Regions from separate parts of the Mus musculus genome. Here region 1 is linked to region 2. A link is a contact called in public promoter capture Hi-C data. All regions are on one chromosome and are shown on one strand. Each heading gives the region's core, a stretch centred on a gene start, on an enhancer-like site or on the middle of the called end of the contact. The rest is flanking DNA. Distances are from core to core; before and after follow the strand shown.

Region 1 (7,265 bases), core at 2,179-4,678, 610 kb after region 2:
AAGTCCATATAGTCTTTTAACAGCTACAGCACTGTTCAGAAGTTCAAAGTCTCTTCTAAGACACTTGAGATATTTTTAAGAAAATTTCTTAACTGTGACTCAACTGTGAGACTTAAAAGCAAATTATATACCTTCAGCATATAATGCCACAGAATACACGTTCACATTCCAAAAGGGAGGAATGGGGGCATAGTGAGGAAATAATGGACCAAAGCAAGGCTGAAACCCGGGGGAGACCACCAAATCCTGTATCTCCACGTCCAGTATTAAGAGTTTCTGTTTCAATGGGCTTAGTGGCTCTACTCCTCCACCTCCTTGCTGCCTGCAACATGCATCTCTCTTTTGGGCTGGTCCCCCTTGCTTTAGGCAGATCTCTTTGGCAGATATCTCATGGCTTTGGCATCTCCCAACATCTTGGGTTCTCTGCTACAACACAGGCTTCACAAAGTTCACAAGTTCACACAATGACCTCTCAGAGGCTCTGTCCCTGCCACATGTTGCGGAGCCTCAGGAACTGAGATAACTGATATTGGTTGTCAGCTTGACTGCACCTGAAGTATTAAAATCAAGCAGCTGGGCAAACCTATGAAGGATTTTCCTTGATTGGATCATTTGATATGGAAGATCCACTCTAATCTTTATCATTTGAGGTTAGAAGACCACTTTAAATCTGGCCCACACCTTCTGGTGGCTTGCCCCAATGACATTGAAGAAAGGAGCTTTTGGTTTTTGCACGCTTGCTTTCACTCTTGCTGGCAAATTCATCTATCCTGCCGTTTGGGCATTCCTTTGCTGGTATTGGAACATACTTCTTCAGTCTTGAGCTGAATGTGGGCAGCTCTCTCTAGGACCTCCCTCAAGTGTGAGCACCAGCTTGGGCCTGCCAGATCCATCCTCATAGGCTGAACAACTACAGGACTCTTAGCTTTTCTCTTGGGAGACAGCTATTGTTGGATTAGCCAGATATGATAAATCCCCTTTTAATGTATGTATAGATGCAGTCTGTCAGTTTTGCTTCTCTAGAATCCTGACGAATAGAGCCACTCTCTAAAATTCTGGAGACAGAACCAATGACTTTCTTAACCATGCATCTTTCATGCCTCAGAATGCAGAGCATGTGGATGGCACTGCCAAGTTGAGCTGTCAGTGTGGAGTAGACACTGCTCCCTTCCTTAAACCATAGTTGCAGAAGCTTCTCTATGCTGAAGCTGTGGGAAACCTTGGCTAAGTGTTTGTTTACCTCTTAGACTTTCTCCTGTCACATGCTGTATGCTTAGCTGGGGGAGGCCTTGCTGTCGAGTGCCTTTTCTCCCAGTGAAGGGCACAAAGATTGCCTTTTGTGATGCTTTTCTCTCTAAAAATCACAGCCTTTTTTTTTTTTAAATTCAAATGTCTTTATGGCTGCTTTATTCTTCCTCTTTAAGCCGCACATCCTTTTCTTTCTGCCCTACCTGTTGCTTTTCTTTATGTAGGCCTGCATCAGAGTAATCAGAAATAGCCACATCATAGACCTGGTGCTATGCTGTCTTGAAATTTCCTCTGCTTAAGAGTTAGTCCACCACTCTTTATTCTTGCCTCATAGAAGTTCCTAGGACATAAGCAGAATACATACTAGTTAGCTTGCTTGCTTCCTTTCTTCCTTCCTTAATCCTTCCATTCCTTCCTCCCCTCCTCTCTCTCTCCCTTCATTCCCCCCTTCTTTCCTAATTACCAAGACATTTTTCTCCTTTTCATTATATACATGTATATACATATAAACAGAACCTGCTGAGTCTAGTTTTGCTTGTGTGTTATGTTTTTTGAGCTGACCACTTGGTGTTGTACACCAATTATGAGGTTAATTTCTGAAGAATGGTTTTTCCCTCTCTCAACAGTCATCAGTTGCCTGCCTATAGCTCTCCATCTGGTGTGGGGGCCTTGTAAGATTTCCCCATTCACTTTGGCATGCTAACTGATAGCTGGCTTTCTTGCTGTTTACTTACTTTTCTTTAATGTGTGTGAGTATTTTGCCTACATATATGTATGTGCACCAGGTGCCCATGGATGCCAGAAAGGGGCATGGATCCCCTGAACTTGTATTACAGACAGTCTTGAGCTACCATGCTGGGTGCTAGGAAGAGAACTTGAGATAGCTGGGCCATCTCTCTAGTCCCCAGTTAGATTTCTTATGTAGTCTAGGAATGACTGTGCCCACTCAAAGCAATTATCAATCCAGATAGTCTCTCACAGACAAGGCCACAGAGCACTGTGATCTGAGCAGCACGTCAAGTGAGGGTCCTAAACCTAACCAGCTCAGATACCCACCAAGGAATGGCATTGGCTCATATGGTAGTTCTGTTCTTAGGGTTTTTGAGGAACTACCATACTGTTTTTCATGGTAATTGCATGGTTACAAATTTCCACTATAACGTTTGGGAAAATAGCCCTTACTTTTAAAAAGTGTCCTCTCATAATGACTTGACAGAAAGTCCGAGTAGCACAAACGGCAGAAGAGACCCTTCCTCATAGAGTGTTTGCATACCAAAGAGGACCCTCTCAGGGGAGGCTAAACATGCTGGTTGGCTTTTCAGTTAGAAGCAAACTTTCCTGAACTGGTTCACATGAAGCAGGTGCTAAGTAGGGAGAAACTGGGATGTTGTCTTCTGTATGAGGATAGTAATATGATAGACCTCGGAAGTTGCTGAAACACAGTCTTGGTGGCCTCTTGTCATTGGTGGATTTCTTTCTTTCTTTCTGTTCTGTGGCCTGCACTGTGTGGTGAAGGAAACAGGTTTAATTTCAGTTACCCAGAGATGGAGAACAGTGAGTGCATTCCAATCAAAATCTCCCAGAGAAAGGGACTGTTCAGCCCCACACAGAGCAGCTGCTGCCTCTTGGATGTGGCCAGGGAGATGGAGTTATACCAGTACCGAGCATCAGTCTCTAGGGGAAGTGTGTGGATAGTGAGAAGCAACAGAGGCCTGGAAGAAAGGAAATGAAGGCTGGAGAGGCATAAGGGGGTGTGCTCCGTCCCTGTGGTGTGTTAAGTCAGCAGTGAACAGTCCATTGGGAACATGTTGAAGACAGCATAAAGCACAGTGAAAGTCCTGGGTAAATTATTACAGTTACAGGAGGCAAGCTGATGGATTGCTTTCTAAATGGGATGTGGAGAGGAAGCGACAACATGGCCTTCACCTTTTGAGATCATGGAGCTATTCTTCCATTAAGCCTTAATTAGCTTTAATAATAGTCCCTGACTCCCTTTCTCCTGTGGATCAGATAGCAGGTGAGGCCTTTTATGCACTCTCTCTTGTTCAGGGTTCTCCCCAGCCATGGGTACTCACTGCTTGCTGGCTGAGTCTTCCGAACTACACTTCTGCAGCAGGACTAACACTGTTCTTTCCCTTTCAGAGATGTGGTACTGGATCTTCCTCTGGGCTCTCTTCTCCTCTCTGTTTGTCCACGGTGCTGCAGGCGTGCTGATGTTTGTGATGCTGCAGAGGCACAGGCAGGGGAGAGTGATCTCCATCATTGCTGTCAGCATCGGGTTTCTGGCTTCTGTAACTGGAGCAATGATTACTAGTAAGTTGACTTATTTTGTTTAAAGATATAATTTTATATGCAAATACTGCTTTGGTAAGTGCTGTTGTTATTGTAAAAGAAACACTATTTTTCATGTAGACTGGTCCTCAGCACTTACAGCCTAGAAGGCAAAGGTGAGTTGATTTACTCACCGGACAGATAACGCATGTAACTATGTGCGTTTGCTCTGCGTGGATTTGTGAGAAATGGCATTGGCAAGGGGCATGGCTGATTCAGTCTGAAAGTGCTTTATAGCAAAAGAAGTCTCTGCTTTAAATATGCCTCCTGTCTATTAAGGAAAGAAGATAGACACTGAAGATCGAGCCTTTGAGTCTGTGGGCTCATCTGCCTGTGACAACAACCACTTATGATTTCTCTGCTTCAGGAAATGTACAGTTTTCTGCTGAGCTGTCTTGTGGATTTCCTTAGCCTGTCACCTGTTTTGTTCTCCTGACAGTGAACTTGTCCCTGCTCCTCGCTGTACTTCAGAGTTAGTTCTGGTTTCTGGGCTGCTGCTGGAGCAGAACCCCGTTGCATCCGGAAGCCCCTCAGCTGCTTTCTTACCGGGTTGTGCTTATGGCTGCTGACTTAGGTCCCTGCTGCTTTTGAGCCATAGACACACAGGGCAGGCATTCCCCTTGGCTGTCTTCTACACTGTGGGCCCTAACCACTGCACTGCACTGTTTGGGGCTCTCCACAGGGACTTCTTTCTTTCACTTGATTCTGGCCACAGAATATGAGGAAAGCCTTACTTATATAGTACCGGCCAGGCGCAGGTCTAGCTCCTGGGGTTCTCAGAGAGTCATGAAGAAGAGACTGGAGTAAGTGCTAATCTTGAAAGATTAGTCAAGAAGTCTGGAGATTTTTCTGCAGGCCACAGAAAACAAGTAGATATTTTTATTTTTCCCTTTTTAAAAGATTGCCTGCCTATCTGTATGTCTGTGAATTTTGTGCATGCAGTGCATACAGAGGCTAGAAGAGGATTGCGAGCCACTGTACTGGAGTTACAGCTGGTTGTTAGTTGTCACATAGGTACTGGGAACGGAACCATGTCTTCTGAAAGAGCAATATATGCTATACATGAACCTCTGTGGGTGGGCTTTGAGGTATACATGAACCTCTGTGGGTGGGCTTTGAGGTATACATGAACCTCTGTGGGTGGGCATTGAGGACATAAACTTCTGAGCATCTCTGGGCCACAGATGGGTGGGGGCGCTCTTCAGTCAGATTTTGTTTTATAACTTTATGGAGAGTATGAGAAGAAGCAAGAGAAAACTCTTAAAGGTAGGGCCTTCATTGCCACACCCACTAGTAAAGCTACCTAGACAGTTGTTCTGTTAGCTGGGTAGGTGGGGTGAAAGAAAAAAAGAAGGAAGGAAATGGGTAGAATCAAGAAGGGAAATAAAGAGGAAGGAAGAGGAGTTAAGAGCTATGAGTAGAATCTATACTGGATGAGGGGCTGGGCTAGGTGATAGCTATGTGCTGCTCACTATAGTGACATTCCAGGAGACAGGGACAGTCAGTGTGGGCTACTGTTGTGGTCTATGAGCTGGGGACACAGAGAAGCAGTTTGCTCAGATGTTATAAACACTAACCATGTGGATATGTCATTGTAAGATTTTGAAGGGTATGTGGGGAATTCTGCCTCCATTTATGTGAAATATGGCTATGTGCATGTAACCAACCCACTTCAGTTCCATGGCAAGTATAATAAATTAGTGATTCTTAAAACTGCAATGAAATGTTGAGAAATCCTTGAAAATGTGAGTCTGCCACAATTTCAGATAAAAATTTGGTTTTTATCTGAAACATACAGAAATGTTTTGTTAGTACTATTTCGACTTGCAAACATGAATTAAAAAATAACTAGAATATTTAGCTGTATGTCTTCTCTTTCTCTTTATTTAAAAAAACTTTTTTCCATTTTTCTTCTATGCATATGGGTGCTTTCCCTGCACGCATATCTGTGTGCCACATTCATGCAGTGTTGTCAGAGAGATGCTAGAAGAGAGCATCCCATCCCCTGGAACTGGATTGACAGGTGGTTGTGAGCCACCGTGTAGGTGCTGAGGAGCAAACCCAGGTGCCCTAGAGGAGTACTCAGTGCTTTTAACCACTGAGCTATCGCTGCAGCCCCTGTATGTCTTTTGTTAATGTAGCTTATTGGTGGCTTATATAGCTCTACATTGAATCCAGCAGTTGCTAAATAGCCTTATCAGTATGATGCTGATGGGATGTATATTGGCACATATCCATTATGTTGTTACTTAGATTTTGTTTCCAAGAACAAGTGATGTGTCATTTGGGTATATAGTATTTGTTCTTCTCATTTTGGTTTATATTGATACTGCCTAGTTTGATTTAAACAGAAAGGGGGTGGGTTGGAATGGTGCTAGGGAGGTAACTCAGTGTGAGTACTTGCTGTGTAAATGTGAGGACCTGAGTTGGTGCCCCAGCTCCCATGCAATACCCTGGGTATGGCCATGCAAACCTTTAGTCCCATGGGAGTCAAGGTTTTAGGATAGCCTAGCTGCCGAGTGGTGAGCTTCCATTTCATTGAGGCTCGATGTCTCAGGGGTAAGGTAGAGAGGACACCCAGGACCAGGGCGCCTAGCACCCTTCTTTCACCGCAACATATGAGCGCATGCAGCCTGTTCCCTGTTACATACATTAGGAGCTTCTTTGTGATGTGTGTGTGTGTGTCTGTGTGTGTGTCTGTGTGCATGTTTGAGACAGGATTTTTCTTTGTAGCCCTGGTTGTCCTGAATCACTCTCTGTAGACCAGGCTAGCCTGGAACTCAAAGATTTGCCTGTCTTTGCTTCGGCCTCTTGGGTACTGGGATCAAAGGTGTGTGTTACCACACCTTGTTACAAATAAAGTTTTAAAAAAGAAAAAAAATGGGTTTATTTCTGTATTGTGCCCTATTTTAGTTGTCTAATCTTTTATAAGTATTATCTAAAGATATAGAGCGACAGCTTTTGGTTGATTTAATTTGCATTTCTCTGTGTACTGGTGAGTCTCAGCGTCTCTTTCTGCACTCGCTGTTGACAAAGCTTTCCCCTCTGCACATTGCTTGATTCTCTGTGCTCTTCTTTGGCTGCCCTGGCTCCTCCTTACTGCCTTACAGACACTCCTCACGTGCCTTACAGATGCTTCACTCCTCACGTACTTACACTGAGGGCCTGGTTTGGGTTTTGCAAACCATTTTTCTCAGGTTCTTATCGGTTCTCTTCATGTAGTGAGTTTATTCAGTAGAAATGTTTAAATAACAATGTAATATAGCTTACAGGTTGGTTGGTTTGTTTGTTTGTTTCCTACTTAGGGTTTATAATTTGGGGCATTAAGAAATTTTGTCTCGGGCCTGGAGAGATGGCTCAGTGATTAAGAGCACCAACTGTTCTTCCAGAGGTCTTCAATTCCTAGCACCCACATGGTGGCTCACAGCCATCTCTAATGGGATCTGGTGCCCTTTCCTGATATATCTGAAGACAGCTATGGTGTACTCATATACATACAATAAATCTTTAAAAAAAGAAAGAAATTTTGTCTCATACCAGAATAAAAATAATAAATATTCTTCTCTGATATAAATATATATATATATGTGTGTGTATATGTGTGTGTGTGTGTGTGTATATATATCTCCTTTATTTTAGACCTTTACCTATTATAGTAAAGTGTTTAATTCATTTAGAGTAGGATA
Region 2 (7,630 bases), core at 1,028-3,527:
CAGAGGCCATGGAGGGATGTTTCTTACTGGCTTGCTTCCCCTGGCTCGATCAGCTTGCTTTCATTATAGAACCAGCCCAGGGATGGCACCACCCACAATGGGCCCTCACCCCTTGATCACTAACTGAGAAAATGCCTTACAGCTGGATCTCATGGAGGCATTTCCTCAAGGGAGGCTCCTTTCTCTGTGATAACTCCAGCTTGACAGTTGACAAAACCAGCCAGTACAGCCTGTAACATGACACACTGTCATCATAGTAAGGGCATATTTTGTCAAGTGTTGGTACACACCTAATACTTAGGAAGCAAACAGGCAGATCTCTGAGTTCAAAGCCAGCTTGGTCTACAGAGGAAGTTCCAGGATAGAGCTATAAACATATATACATAAAAAATAACACCTTCAATAGATGTCAATTGCCTGAATGTCTTGAGATATCAAAAGATGGGAAATCCCAAGGGCATAGTGTGAGTAGAAGTCAAAAGAAGATTAAAGTCCATGGGCCCGTACGATGGCTTGGTGGCTGGTTGAGTGTACTTACCACGGAGCCCAAAGACCTGAGTTCAGTTTCTGAAGCCCACAGTTGTGGAAGGAAAAAAATTGTCTCCCCACAACTTGTTTTCTGGCCTCCACATTTGTACCACCACACATGTGCCCCCTCTCACATCCCCACATACACACAAAGTCATCTATGATAGAGTTTGTTTGTTTGTTTTTTTTTTTATAAAACATAACTTGGCTTTGGGAGGAGTTGTATGTAAACAATGTTTTAATTGAGCACGTGAGGCATCCTTGTAATCCTGGCATTCAGGAGGTAGAAGGAGTTCCGAGAATTAGAATTGAGGCAGTTTCTGACCACCCGAGAGCTTGTGTAAAGAAAACAAAATGTTAGAAGAAAACATGGGCTTCAATGATACAGTTAGCTGGAATCTCCTGGTTGTCCAAGCTTTTGTAACAATTCTATGTGGTTTGATTGCAACTTGGAGCCTTGACCTTTCCCTAGTGCCTACAGGAGTGAGTTGTATCTTCTACCTAGTCCTAGTTTATTTCCGGGATCCTTCTGTTGGCAGGCATCTAGGAATCTTGGTGCAGCCGGCCACTGTTATACCCACAGTGGCAAAGAGTTAACGGTCTCCTGAGAAGTGCACAGACAGAAGTGTATGAGGCTGGCATAACTAGGAATCCAGATAGCATGTGCCTGGAGCCTCAGTAACCCAGGAGGCTCCCGAGAGAGGATCACTTGAGCCCAGCAGTTCCAGGCCAGCCTGGGCAAAACAGAGTAGTTAAATAGTCCAAGATGCTGTATTTGCAGACACCAAAATTACGTGAGACGTTCAAGTATGATATACAGGAGACAAAACATTCACAGTCCATGACTAGGGCCATCACACGCAAGCCCCGGATTAAGTCCTTGACTACGTGTGTCCTCTACAGCAAGACCCTCAGTGCTCTTAAGGGCCAATACGTACAGTGCTTCTCTGATAGAGCGTGTGGGATTCAGTTCCGCACTACTATCTGCGCCAGGTTGCCGCCATCTTCATGAGGGTCAGCTGTGCCTGCTTGCAAAAGATGGTCCCAGCTGGGCTTGTTGACTGTTTGCCTGACTGTTCACCTTCATTTAGAAAAGGAGTGGAGAGGGTCGTGGGGCCCCTCACCTATATCCCGTTACCCCTTCCACCCAGTTTCATGCATTCTGACCTAGTTGCATGTGACTTGAGGAAGGGCTAGAGTTTATAGGTGGACAGGGACTAGGAAACGGGGCTCTGCACAGCCATAAGTAAGCCATCATTCTCGCTGGGTATAGGTTTTCCAGCATGACTTGTCCCTTCTGCCTGAAACTCCTCAGTCATGCTTTGTAAGGAACTTTAATAAACTCATTGGTTCCTCGGGGTGAACTTTGATTTGTAATTGAGACCTTCTGAGGAGTAAATACTTAGGCTCTCCCAGGGCAAAAATTTCTTAAAAATAGATTGGTTCACTGTTTAAATGTCTATACTTAAGATCTATACTGGGCACATGGCAGTACATAAACACTTTGAGTTGCTTTGACTTGTGGCTGATATGCCTCTTCTACCAGCCTGGTACCCTTTCCTGATGGCTTTTATTAATCCCATTATCCTTGTATCAAACTGGCTCACCCTCGGAGTACGGACCCCAAACTCAGCAGCCAAACCTGGTGCTCCTCCACCCCACTACTCCCAAGCCGGAACCAAGCCCCGCCCCATCACCCGAAGACCGCCTAGGATGATGCCCAGCCAATCACCTCAGGTTCCTCCCGGCTATCCAGGTCCCGCCCCTCCCGCTAGGACGCAGCGCACGCTGTGACGTCTGCACACCCGGCTCCTGACCTCGGCTTCTCGCTGTCTGCTCGCGCCCTCGTCCTACAGCACAGGCCTCCCGGCTCCGGCTCCGGCTCCAGTGTTGGTTGGGTGTGTTCTTACTTTGCCGACTCTATCACCAGGGGAATCGTTCCGTGCACACTCTGCTGAGCTCGCTTCCCCGGCCCGCTTCCCGCCTCTCTAAAATGTTCTCTAACTGCGGTTCCGGGAGTGGAAACCTAAACGCGCGTGCGCTGCTTCCGCGCCACGGAGGGCTTTTCCGTAAGAGAGCAGGAGTCACTTTGTAGGGTTGTAGCGCGTCTAAGTGCAGTTGCGACTAGGGTTCCGAGCATTTTCTGGTCCCTTGCTCCAGCCTAATAGGAGCCGAGGGTTGGGTGCAAGGGTTTCTAAAAGTTTGCAAACTGAGTATGGAGGACGTTGGAGAGAAAGCAGCATTTACCCTGCTTCTCGGAGACGCTAAGAAGAATGGAGGTACAGGCCATTTGTTTTCTGATTTAGCAATCAACTAACTGATGAGACAGTCAGCTGCTCCAGAGCTGCTCCGTGACTCCTGCTCGTTTCGGTGGGCCTGTGCTATAGTAGAGGCTGTGGTAAAAATATTTGGTGTCTCTACAACACTTAATATTCACAGAGGTGTTTTACTTGTTATCCAGTTACCTTCACTGGACAGCAGAGCTAGGGCGACTAGTGACTGTGTGTGTCCAGGCGGCAGTTGCAATCACACCCAGAGCTGTACCTTGAACTCATTTCTTCCTGATTGCTAGAGGTCAGCGTGTCTCTTGACTGCTCTGACCTCTCCTCCACAGGTGCAGGCCTGGTGTGGTCTCCAAAGCGACTGAACAATGCAGAAAGACAGTGGCCCATTGTAAGTGCCCTGTGCATCGGAGTAGAATCACTGGGAGCCTCTAAAACCAGAGCACATGACGGGAACCTCCAGCTTGGCACTGCCCACCAGGCAGCGTAGGTTGTGACATGATCCTTGAACTAGCGGCCTGGGACATGGACTTGAATCCAGTTCTGCCACTGGCTAGTTCTTTCACCGAGCCTGCCACCTGGCCTATCTTTCTTTCTGATTGGGCACTGGCAGAATTTGCTGGAAACGACAATCCTTTTGTCCCTGAGGATGATTTAAGCAATTACATTTACTTCTTTGTGTGGATGCATTCGTGCCATGTTGAGTTTGTAGGTGTCAGAGGACAATTTTCAGGAGTTGCGGGAGTTGATCTTCTGCTATGTGGACCATTGTAATGTAACCAAACTCAGGTTGCCAGCCTCCGGGAGCCGGGGGTGGGGGGCGCATCGCCACCAAGGCCAAGTTCCCGCAGGCCCCATCCAGTGATTTTGTGTGTTGTATTTTATACTCGGTTGACACTGGCTTCTCCCTTTGGCCTTTTCAGGATGCCTTTACATTATTTTGGTTTCGGCTATGCAGCCCTGGTTGCTACCGGTGGGATTATTGGCTATGCCAAAGCAGGTGAGCCTTTCTTGTTACTCTTAAAATTGTCACCTTAGTCCAGTGACATGTGGGTCCCCAGAGCCCTTGACACCTAATATGGCTTGACTCAAGTTTGCTTTAGGCCCTGAGTACACCCTGCATTGGCCTCTGATTATCTGGCTGAGTGGAGCCAGGCGTTTTTTTTTTTTTTTTTTTCCCCTCTTTACATACAGATAGGCAGGGGTATTAGTGGGTGGGTGTTATCGACCATTGCCATACACCGCGTTGTCTCTCAGCTCCTCAAGGAGGAAATCTCTTGTCTCTGCTCACTCTGTATCATCTGTTTAAAACAGGCTCAAGCCAGGGTCATCTAAGTCAGACAAGCACTGTACTGAGCCACACCTCCTAAAGGAGAGAGAGGGCTGGGGTGATAAGACCCTGACTTCTATGGTAGACACCAAGATTCTCCTATGCTGGGAACACTGGCTGTAAGCCTCGTAAAGACAGCCTCTCTCTGACAGCTTTCCTCTGCAGGGGAGGGGAGTCTTGCATGTTCTTTATGTGACGTTGTAACATCACAACATGGATGCATGCCTGCTTTCTTCTCCCCAGGTAGTGTGCCGTCCCTGGCTGCTGGACTCTTCTTCGGGGGCCTGGCAGGCCTGGGGGCCTACCAGCTGTCTCAGGATCCCAGGAATGTGTGGGTTTTCCTAGGTAGGTTTGCCTCAGGTGCTGCCTCTGTGTTCTGCTTGCCCCTGAGACTCTGGTGGGCGTGTGTGGCAGGTTCTCTTCTCTGCTTTTCAGCTGCGTCTGCCAAGCAGAGGGTGGGTTTCATCACGGAGAACCCCGGGTTGTTTCTGTTCTGTATACTGAATACAGGAAGGTTTCACGCAACATGGGTGTAATGTTCTCAGTGAGACTTGTTTTCAAGTGGACGAGACTGTGTGTTAACTACTGAGGTTCCAGACTAAAGACGGCCTGCTTGGAACTTAGAGAGAAGTCTCACACATCCCACGAAGCCTGAGCTCATGTAGCCTTTTCCCCAGGTGGACATCTCTTTCCTAGGCAGTTAATTGTGTAAGACACAGGCAGACCTTGCCTTCGGGAGGCATTTAAGCTCAGTGGTCAGTCAGGTCATGGGACTCTGGAACTGTAGATAAAGTGCCCCAGGTGTAGCCCATGCTGGAAGGGAAAAAAGATGACTTCTTATCATGGTGTTTTCTGACACAGTTTTCTTGGTCTCCACCCAAGTGCTAGCCATTGCCAGGGGTGTGGTACCTCTGTGCCTTTCACTCGAACAGAACAGTGTAAGGACACATGCAAAGCTAACCCTCCTAAAAGTCACCGACCGTGTCACAGAGTAGGCTCTGCACACCAGCAGTGGGGTAGGGAGGGAGGTCAGCTGTGGGCAGTCTGAGGAAAGAGGATGCACTGGGTTCCTGGTTCTTCCGAACAGCTTCCTCATTGTGCTCTAGAACGGCTCCCACTCCACTTCTGCCTCTCTGATCCCAGCATTCTGCTCTCTTCAAGAGATTCCATGGGTACTTGATCAAAACAGACAGACAGACAGACAGACAGACAGACAGACCAGCAGCCACTCCGTTGTCTCCCTTACAGACTGAAGCTTCCAGACCAGCTCCTCTCCCTTTTCTCCCCTCTACCAGGGCGTTGACTCCCGACTGTGAACTGTCTCCGGCCTATCGTTTATCTGTATTCCCGTGTAGTGTCTCCACACATGAAGTTCACATGTGTCTTAGTCAGGGTTTCTATTCCTGCACAAACATCATGACCAAGAAGCAAGTTGGGGAGGAAAGGGTTTATTCAGCTTACACTTCCATACTGCTGTTCATCACCAAAGGAAATCAGGACTGGAGCTCAAGCAGGTCAGGAAGCAGGAGCTGATGCAGAGGCCATGGAGGGATGTTCCTTTTTGGCTTGCTTCTCCTGGCTTGCTCTGCTTGCTCTCTCATAGAACCCAAGCCTGGGAATGGCACCACCCACAAGGGGCCTTTCCCCCTTGATCACTAATTGAGAAAATGCCTCACAGCTGGCTCTCCTGGAGGCATTTTCCTAAGGGAGGCTCCTTTCTCTGTGATAACTCCAGCTGTGTCAAGCTGACACACAAAGCAGCCAGGACAACCTGTGGTCAACTTTGACTTGTTTAGATGAGGAAGGATCTCAGAGCGTGCTTCCTCTTCGGCCGCTGGCTTTCCCCTTCCTTTCAGAAGCTTCTGGAAGAACCCACTTAACTTTCCCTCACGTCTTCCTCTCCCGTGCATTGTGGGTCCACTTAAGTCTCTGTTTCTGTCCCCTTGGCCATGGTGTGCTTCCCCGAGTCTCACGGGGACCTGTATCTGTACACATGCTCACTCTGTTTCACGTGGCCAGAGTCTCGTCTCGTCTTAATACAAATGGCCAGTGACCTTGACAGTGTGACCTGTACCCTCCTGTCAGGGTCTTTGCATGTACTAGTTCCCCAGCCTAGAGAGTGATTTCGTCAGCTCATTCACTCTTACTTTAATTGCAGACCCTGGCTATAATCTTTGCTTCCTTAGTTAACCCTTTGTAATATTCCCGAATCAATTGCCCGCTCCCATTAGGTCGTGTATGTAGCGTTTATTGTAGCACAAATTAGACTTTGTGTGTGATTCTTTAAGCTAGCTTGCATCTTGAGGCTTGAAACACTGGAAGGGTGGAGACTATTGTCCAATATAGTCAACTCTCTGGCTTAGCACATACAGTCAGCATTTTTCTATCAAAACACTTGGTAGTTGGCAAAATACTACCTTTACCAGTAGGGTAAAGAAACTGCATGGTATTTTTTGAAAAAGTGAAAACATTTATGGTTGAAGCCTGGGTTTTGCAGCAGAGTGTTGAAAATGAGGCCACAGAGGCCACCGGGCTTGGGGAGATAAGTTCCCTCCCCTGACCACACGCCGGGCAGAGCAGCTGTTCCCAGTTTCAAAGAGCAGTCCTGATAGAGGCACAGTGGGGGGAGTGTCCCAGCTCCTTGTCGTAGGGTTTGTTCACAGTGAGAGGGACCAGGAAACCGAGATTAGAGACCTGGCGTGGCTGCAGCCTTCAAAGCCCCACTTTAGTGATCATCTCTCCACTCCACGGACTCCAAACTAGTGTCTAATGTGAGAGCCAAGCACTGGAAACAGCCTCCGGGGACTAGAGTCAGCCATAGCAGAGTGTGGAGGGCTGTACTTGGCCAGTATCTGTCCTTAGACCCGAGTACTATGGGCAGCAGCGAAGCTTAGTTCTCGCCCTCGCCCCTCACAGGATGGAGTCTGGGCCTCAAAAGGTGGATGGGACTTCACGTCTGTGCTCCTGTGTGTGGGATCTGATCAGGATGCCCTTTCTCTTTCGCAGCTACATCTGGGACCTTGGCCGGAATTATGGGGATGAGATTCTACAACTCGGGGAAATTTATGCCTGCAGGGTTAATCGCAGGAGCCAGGTACTCTCCGAGCCCTCTTTACCTGGACAGTGTTTAGGTTTTCGCTCAAGAGGTGTCATACAGTCAGAAATGGGCTTGCTTTGGTGTGTGCCTGACCCTAGACTTCAACTCCCATTTTTAGGTTGTACCCAAGTAGCAAAGGCTGCAGAAGCCTGTGTGGTTGATTTAGTACCTAAGTGTAGTCACTCACCGTAGACATGGTCTTGAGGTTGCTCTATGGGCTGTCCTAAATGTCCCTCCATTGTCACATGCCCTTGTGTGAACCTGTCCACGTTGGTTCCCAGTTTCTTAGTTACTTGAGTGTCCTTTATTAAAAGTTTTTCTAAAAAGGGAATTGAACTCAGGACTTCTGGAAGATTTGCCAGTATTCTTAACTGCTGAGCCATCTCTTCAGCC

The links. Promoter capture Hi-C pulls out the DNA fragments that hold promoters and counts their contacts.
Region 1: a promoter capture Hi-C map of neutrophils shows a contact between it and region 2, with 4 times the contacts expected there. The contact joins the enhancer-like site here to the promoter of Tmem14c in region 2. A contact is called at or near these places in 15 of 39 promoter capture datasets (the 3T3-L1 cell line, 3T3-L1-derived adipocytes, the C10 cell line and 10 more), 1 of 484 Hi-C or Micro-C datasets (the N1E-115 cell line), 5 of 115 datasets of contacts at active chromatin or transcription factors (the 230-238 cell line, the SCID.adh cell line, embryonic stem cells and 2 more) and 1 of 9 other capture datasets (liver).

What each region holds. Positions count from the first base shown.
Region 1 is chr13:41,624,588-41,631,852 of GRCm38.p6, forward strand. It overlaps Tmem170b (transmembrane protein 170B), which reads left to right. Exons shown (of 3, transcript NM_001163572.2): 2 at 3,391-3,561. Among named protein-coding and RNA genes, the nearest start is that of Gm5082, 21 kb to the right of the region's middle. Within about 2 kb of position 3,429, at least 37 of the 459 cell types and tissues checked have an H3K27ac peak or open chromatin away from gene starts, as enhancers often do. A contact at or near this core is called in hippocampal neurons and pre-B cells, where this site is marked.
Region 2 is chr13:41,013,973-41,021,602 of GRCm38.p6, forward strand. Tmem14c (transmembrane protein 14C) reads left to right here and starts at 2,278. Exons shown (of 6, transcript NM_025387.3): 1 at 2,278-2,426; 2 at 3,143-3,201; 3 at 3,734-3,810; 4 at 4,384-4,485; 5 at 7,147-7,234. The coding sequence starts at 3,179.